Linked DNA regions of Hordeum vulgare: region 2 is linked to region 1. A link is a contact called in public Hi-C data. All regions are on one chromosome and are shown on one strand. The core of a region is the stretch at or near the end of the contact, and the rest is flanking DNA. Distances in the headings are between cores, read along the strand shown. Region 1 holds the start of LOC123443008 (ABC transporter C family member 8-like). Region 2 has its middle 31 kb from the start of LOC123443010.

What was found. Hi-C and Micro-C count contacts between places; a contact is called where the count stands out from the background.
Region 2: a contact with region 1 is called in a Hi-C map of seedling, with 3 times the contacts expected there. The contact joins the enhancer-like site here to the promoter of LOC123443008 in region 1. A contact is called at or near these places in 2 of 6 Hi-C or Micro-C datasets (leaf and seedling) and 1 of 1 datasets of contacts at active chromatin or transcription factors (embryo).

What each region holds. Positions count from the first base shown.
Region 1 is chr3H:70,655,363-70,658,473 of MorexV3_pseudomolecules_assembly, reverse strand. LOC123443008 (ABC transporter C family member 8-like) reads left to right here and starts at 1,621. Exons shown (of 12, transcript XM_045119217.1): 1 at 1,621-1,786; 2 at 1,915-3,111. The coding sequence starts at 1,777.
Region 2 is chr3H:70,936,468-70,939,578 of MorexV3_pseudomolecules_assembly, reverse strand. No RefSeq gene overlaps it. Among protein-coding and RNA genes, the nearest start is that of LOC123443010, 31 kb to the left of the region's middle. Within about 2 kb of position 1,583, at least 3 of the 3 cell types and tissues checked have open chromatin away from gene starts, as enhancers often do. A contact at or near this core is called in leaf and seedling, where this site is marked.

The sequences.
Region 1 (3,111 bases), core at 372-2,871:
ATGATTGCACTTATGTATCGCTATTTTCGAGATTATGTGATGATATTTTGTGTCGAATGATGATGATGATGATGGTATGACGAGATTATTGTACATCTATGATATGTGAGAATGGTGTATGTTTAATATGATGTGATGAAACTATTGTATAGAATCTGTATAAATACATCACAAATACGTAGAGGGTGCAAATCTGTGAAAGCAGTAAAAGTTAGCAGTAGCGCTGGTAAATACTTACCAGTAGCGCGGCTTAGCAGCATCGCTTTCTATGAGCAAGCGCTACTACTAAAGTTAACAGTAGCGCTGGACAGGGAAGCGCTATTGCTAACACTAATTACCAGTAGCGTTGTTCATACCAGCACTACTAATAGTGTTTAGCTGTAGCGCGATAGCAGTAGCGCTTGGCCCAGCGCTACTGCTATGTATATTTTCAGCGCTACTACTAGGGTTTTCCCTAGTAGTGTCCATCCGTGATCGGGTGACCTTGGGAGAAGCTCATGTGTTGCAAGCCCCTACGGGTTCCCAGTTTGCTCATGTGTTCACGGAAGTGCTTCCAACAGCCGTGTTTGAGGACTTCCGATTCAGTCTGAACATCCATCCGGACGGAGTTCCGACTGCGGCGGAGGGGGGTGTTAACGCGATCACTATTGTACATGTATTATTATTGTAACTGATCCCTAGTCTTCAGGATCCTAACCTCCTCTCCACGATGGTGTGTGTGCCTATCTCTACTCGCGACTCCAAGAAAGGGGGTTGGCCTATTTGTACCTGTAACATCAGCACATAATGATACACATTCATTTCTGCCCTCTCTCTCGTTTAGCTTTCTTTCCCTGCTATAAATTCTCCATTTCTCTATCCACTTCCTGTAACAATTGCATCTCAGTGAAAACAAAAGTGAGGCATTATGTCATTAGCATCTACATCAAAGTCACATTCTAATCTATTTTTTTCTGGCTAGGTACTTATCTCCTCCTCCCACATGCGCACTTTCCTCTGGTAACCACTACCTCCGGTAGCCTTTCTTGAGTCATCTTGTTTGTTTTTACTCTGTCCTCCCTCAGATGTGACGTGAGGCTCATCCTCATGTACAATAGTACATCACTCTTTTGAGCTTTCATGCTTTCATCATTACTTACTGCTCTCATCCCTTTCATCTCCCCAGGCTCACTATTTCCTTTGTCCTTGTCATTTTTCTCTCTAACAAGCACCTCCACAGCAATTTAAACTTTGAAAATCCCCCTTCAATTTCAAACAGCCTTTCAGTAGGTCCCTTTGCTGGATATCTCTACCCTCTATTTTAACTCTCACACATTCAAAAAGGAGGCCCCAGGAACAACCCCTGCCAATCTATCTCCACGACTCCTCTTTCCGAAACATTTAAAAAGAAACACCTTGCGTGTTCTTTGTCTTGCCGCTTGTTTTCCCATCTTTCCTGTCGCTTGCTATTGTCTTGCTCCTCACTGCCGTGCTGAGTTTACACGTCCAACCAACCCTCGTCCACAATATCGTCACGGCCGCCCGAAGTGGATCTAGTGGGACCAGCGTAGCAGGAGTTGTTAGCAGGACGCCACCGACATATCTGCGGAGATGCAGGGACCAGGGAACACGATTCATAAGTAACCACCTACAGCAAGGCCCCCCCGATGGAGTATCTCCGTTTGATTCCTTCCAGAGCTGAGCTGAAGCAGAGGACCACGTGCCACACGCGGCAAGCAATCTCAACCTCAACCTCAACTTGATACTAGAAACAGAAAGAACCGGAGGAAGCGGCAAATGGAGCAAGGTAGTCAACCAACCCCGGCGCCTCCTCGATCTCCACCCAGTCTCAGCTTTCCTCGATCCCGTGCGATGATCTCATCCCCTAGAACCCCATGCCCGTAATGCGCCAAAACCGATTTACCATGGTTGCAGGTACACCATATTTGCTTGCATCATCGGCAGCCTGCCAAGGAGGAGGAGGAGGAGGAGATCTCGCTCTAGCTCTGGAGCTGTGTTTCGGGCAGATGATCCTGATCGATCTCGTCAACCTTCTTCTCTCGGCCATCTACATCTCGAGCTTGCTGGTCGCCGCTTGCAAGAGGGAATTCAGGGCCGTCAGGGCGAGGGACCTTCCGTTCCCGTGCGCTCTAGCTTCCCCCTGCTGCGCGCTTCTTGGCATTGCGTGCGTCTGCCTGGGACTGGGAGCATGGGGCTCCTCCCCCCACGGAGCACCGCTCTTCGTGAGAGGCTTTGTGTGGGCGTCCCTGTCGGTTTCCCTGGTCGTCCGTCCGACGAGGTTCTCCGGAGCTCTAGCGATGGCGTGGTGGGCGGTGGACGCTCTTCTCATCACGTCCAGCAGTTTGGAGAAGATTGCGACGGGTGGACATCTGGGAGTTCTTGACGTGCTGTCGTGGGCCGTGGGCTTCTTGCTTCTGATGAGCGCGATCCGAGTTTGCAGACGCTTCACCGGTGCCGCCGCCGCCGGCGGCGATGGAGGCGGCGCGGAATCCGAGCCTCTCCTTGCGGCGGGAGGCGGGGAGAGGCGGGCGGCGTTCGGCGAGGCCGGATTCTTCAGCCGCCTGACGTTCACGTGGATGGACTCGCTCCTGCGCCTTGGGTACTCCAAGCCGCTGGACCTCGGCGACATCCCGCCGCTCGACGCCGACGACGCGGCGGCGGAGGCGTGCCGTAAGTTCCTCGGGGAGTGGCATCGGCGGAGGAGGGAGTCGCACAAAACGACCAATCTCGTGCTCCGGGTGCTCGCCGAGTGCCACAAGAAGGAGCTGCTCCTGACGGCGCTCTACACGTTGCTACGCACACTGTCCTTCGCCGCGTCGCCGGTGATGCTCTACTGCTTCGTGTCATACTCCAATCGGCAGGAGCAGGAGCGGGATCTTGGCGCCGGAGCCGGGCTCATCGCCGGCCTTCTGGGCATGAAGCTGGTGGAGTCGCTGTCGCAGAGGCACTGGTTCTTCGGGTCGAGGCGGCTGGGCATGCGGATGCGCTCGGCCCTCATGGCCGCCGTCTTCGAGAAGCAGCTGCGGCTGTCAAGCGAGGGTCGAGGGCGGCACTCGTCCGGCGAGATCGCGAACTACATCGCCGTGGACGCGTACCGGCTGGGTGAGTTCC
Region 2 (3,111 bases), core at 334-2,833, 280 kb before region 1:
AAGTAGATATGAGTATATTTACTTAATGAAACACAAGTCCGAATCTTTTAAAAAGTTTAAACAATTTTAGAGTGAAGTTGAAAATCATCATAACAAGAAGATAAAATTTCCGCGATCTGATCGTGGCGGTGAATATGTGAGTTACGAGTTTGGCACACACTTAAGACAACGTGGAATCATTTCACAACTGTCACAACCCTATAATTTGTTTGAAAATAAATATTAGTTGCATGAGTGAGCATACATGCATCATGTTAAATTCAAATAAATTTGTAACGGGGATGATCAAACCCTCGCATCAATTTTATACAAATAGATTCAACCTAAAGTAACTTTCAATAAATCCAAAATGATCGTTAGAAAAGTTCATAATTTTTAAAATAGGTGAAAGACTCTACAAAAAATGATGCAAACAATTCTAGGACATTTTTGTATTTTTGAATTAACTTATATTATTTTTTTAATTGGGGATTTTAATTGCTATAATTTTTTTAAATGCTCCAAATATTATGGAAATTATTGAGGGCCTCTAGAATAATTAATTTAGTGGCCCCAAATATTTTCAGGATTTTTAAGAAAAGATTTGGTATTAAAATCAAATCCAAATAATCACAAAAATAGAAAATAGAAAAATGAAAAATATAAAGAGGAGAGGCCACCTGGGCCACTTACCTGGCCGGCCTAGCCCAGGTGGCGAGCGCTAGTCGTCTCCCACCTCGCGCTAGAAGGACGCGAGGCACGTGGTCGCCGCACGCCGACCACCTCTTGTTTGCGTGCTCATCGGCAGAGGCTCCTAAAAGTGCCATGATGCCCACCCAGGGTCGTCTAGATCTCTCCCCTCCCTCCCTCGAGCTCTTCTCCCCCTGTGCTCGCTCTGTCACCCACCCGAGAGTGACCGTCGCCGCCGTTTGCTGCTACCACAACCACCGCCTCTGCCTCGCCCTGCCGTCGAGTCTATCGACTCCGCTTCGATGTATTGGAGCTCCAAGCTGAAGAACACGACCCCCGGAGGTCTGCAACATCGTCATCGACTCTTATTCCCCGAGATCGGCCGCCAGAACATCACCGTCGATTCCCCGCTCCGCCCATCCCCGAGCCCGCTGAGACCACCGGTCGATCCGCAATGAGCTCCCCCCGTTTCCCCTAACCCCACACCCTCGCGCGCGTCTCTAGCCTCTGTTCCCGCCATGGCCGATAGCTCCTCATCGGCGGCCATGTTGCCATCACGGCCAGGGCCCGGTCCGGCCGTATTCGAGCGACCGTCGAACTCCTCGTGCTCCTGAGAACCCATAGAGCATCACAACTGGCCTCCCCATGCCTTGTAGCCTCGCCTGCCTCATCCCCGTGCCGTGCCCGCTGTAGATGAGTTTGCCGCCATTAGCTCCGGCAACCCCTGCACCCCCCGTTTGCATTATCAGATGCATACGAGAAAGAGCTCCTCCCTGGTGCCCTCAGCTCGCCAAATGGACGCCAAGAGCGTAACTCCGGCAAACTTCTGCCGACGGATTGGTCACCGTTGGCGGAGCTTCGGTGTGTTGACATGCAACCATCATTAGGGTTCAAACCCCCTGCTAATTAACCACTCACAACCGCTGACACTGGGCCCCGTAGGTGGTCAAAGCCGGGCCAACAGGGGACTAACCCCTGGTTAGTCTCTGTTTCATTGACGTGTGGACCCCGCACTTCAGGTTTGACCTGGACCAGCCCTGTTGACCAGCTGACGCAATGATGACACAATGTTGATACAGTAATGCATTTTCTGGATTTGTTTTAATCCAAAACAATTAGGAAATTCCAGAAAAAGCTACAAACTTTGAAAAATCATAGTAATTCAACCCTAACTCCAATGAAAATAAATTATATATGAAAATTGATTAGACAAATATGAGGAATCTGTTTATGCCATGTTCATGCATGTTTGAACAAGTTAAAATCACCAACTAGGACAATTCATGATTAGGTAAATTTATTAATTAACATTTGGAGTTGGAATTCAAACTTGTTTGAACCCCACTTCAGTTAACTTGCTTAATTATCCCTCTAGGTAAATTCAGTACCTTAATTTGTCATGTCATACATCATGGTTTTGCATTGCATGAATTGAATGTGTTCCTTCTTCTTGTTTGTCGGTGTTCTTTCATGTCGGTACATGATGTTTTAGACGTTGTGATCGTTGGCAGCGATGAAGAGAAGTACTATCTTCAGAACTGTCAGGCAAACAACCCCCTTGAGCATACTTATATAAACCCACTCTCTCGCTCCTGCTCTCTTTTACCGCATTACGACAATAAGAACTCAATTGTTACCTGTTCTCGATAGTAGAACCCATTCCTTTGCATGAACTGTCCTTGTCATAGTAAATAGCTAAAACCACTTAGCATGAGTAGCAACTGCTTGAGCCTTGTTGTACTTACACATCCATGCTTGCTTACTGTGTCTGCTTTGCTTAGAGTCGTGTCAGGCCTGATCCATGTGGGCGATGAATCATAATGGATGTGTTCATGTCCTACTGTATGAGAGCTAAGTGTGTGAATCCGATTTGGTAAAGGTAGCGATGAGAGGCCATGTAGGAGCACATGGTGGCTTGTCTCACTTGGACCGTCCTTAAGAACTGAGTTATGTGTATGTGATCCAAGATATCTACTACCACAAGTTGGGTCGTGAAATATGACCCCGCTCGACTTATTAATCACCTTGATCCCTGTCCAGGAGTTGCAACTAGTTTCTGGTGTTTGTAGGACAAGTGTTGGCAGCCGTGTTTAGCGCTACTTGACGGGGTGGGCCTTAGTACGGTAGATGCATAGTGGCACAGTGTACCAAGTGGCACACGAACGGTGGGCTTGTGGAACGTTGCGCACATCGTTTGAGGTTGTAGAAGAAACTTTGACCAGACTTCCTTGCGGGTTCAGTCTCAAATAGGCGATAAACCTGGACTAGGGTCTTGTGTTATTAAGAGTCATGCTCTACATCCACGCTGGGCTTTTGCTTGAAGGTTGCCGGGATACATGACGTGTAGATGACGCTAAGTGGTGGAAACATGTGTGAAGAAGTACACCCCTGCAGGGTTATATCATATTTTGGAATAGCCGCGTCCACAGATATGGACTACTT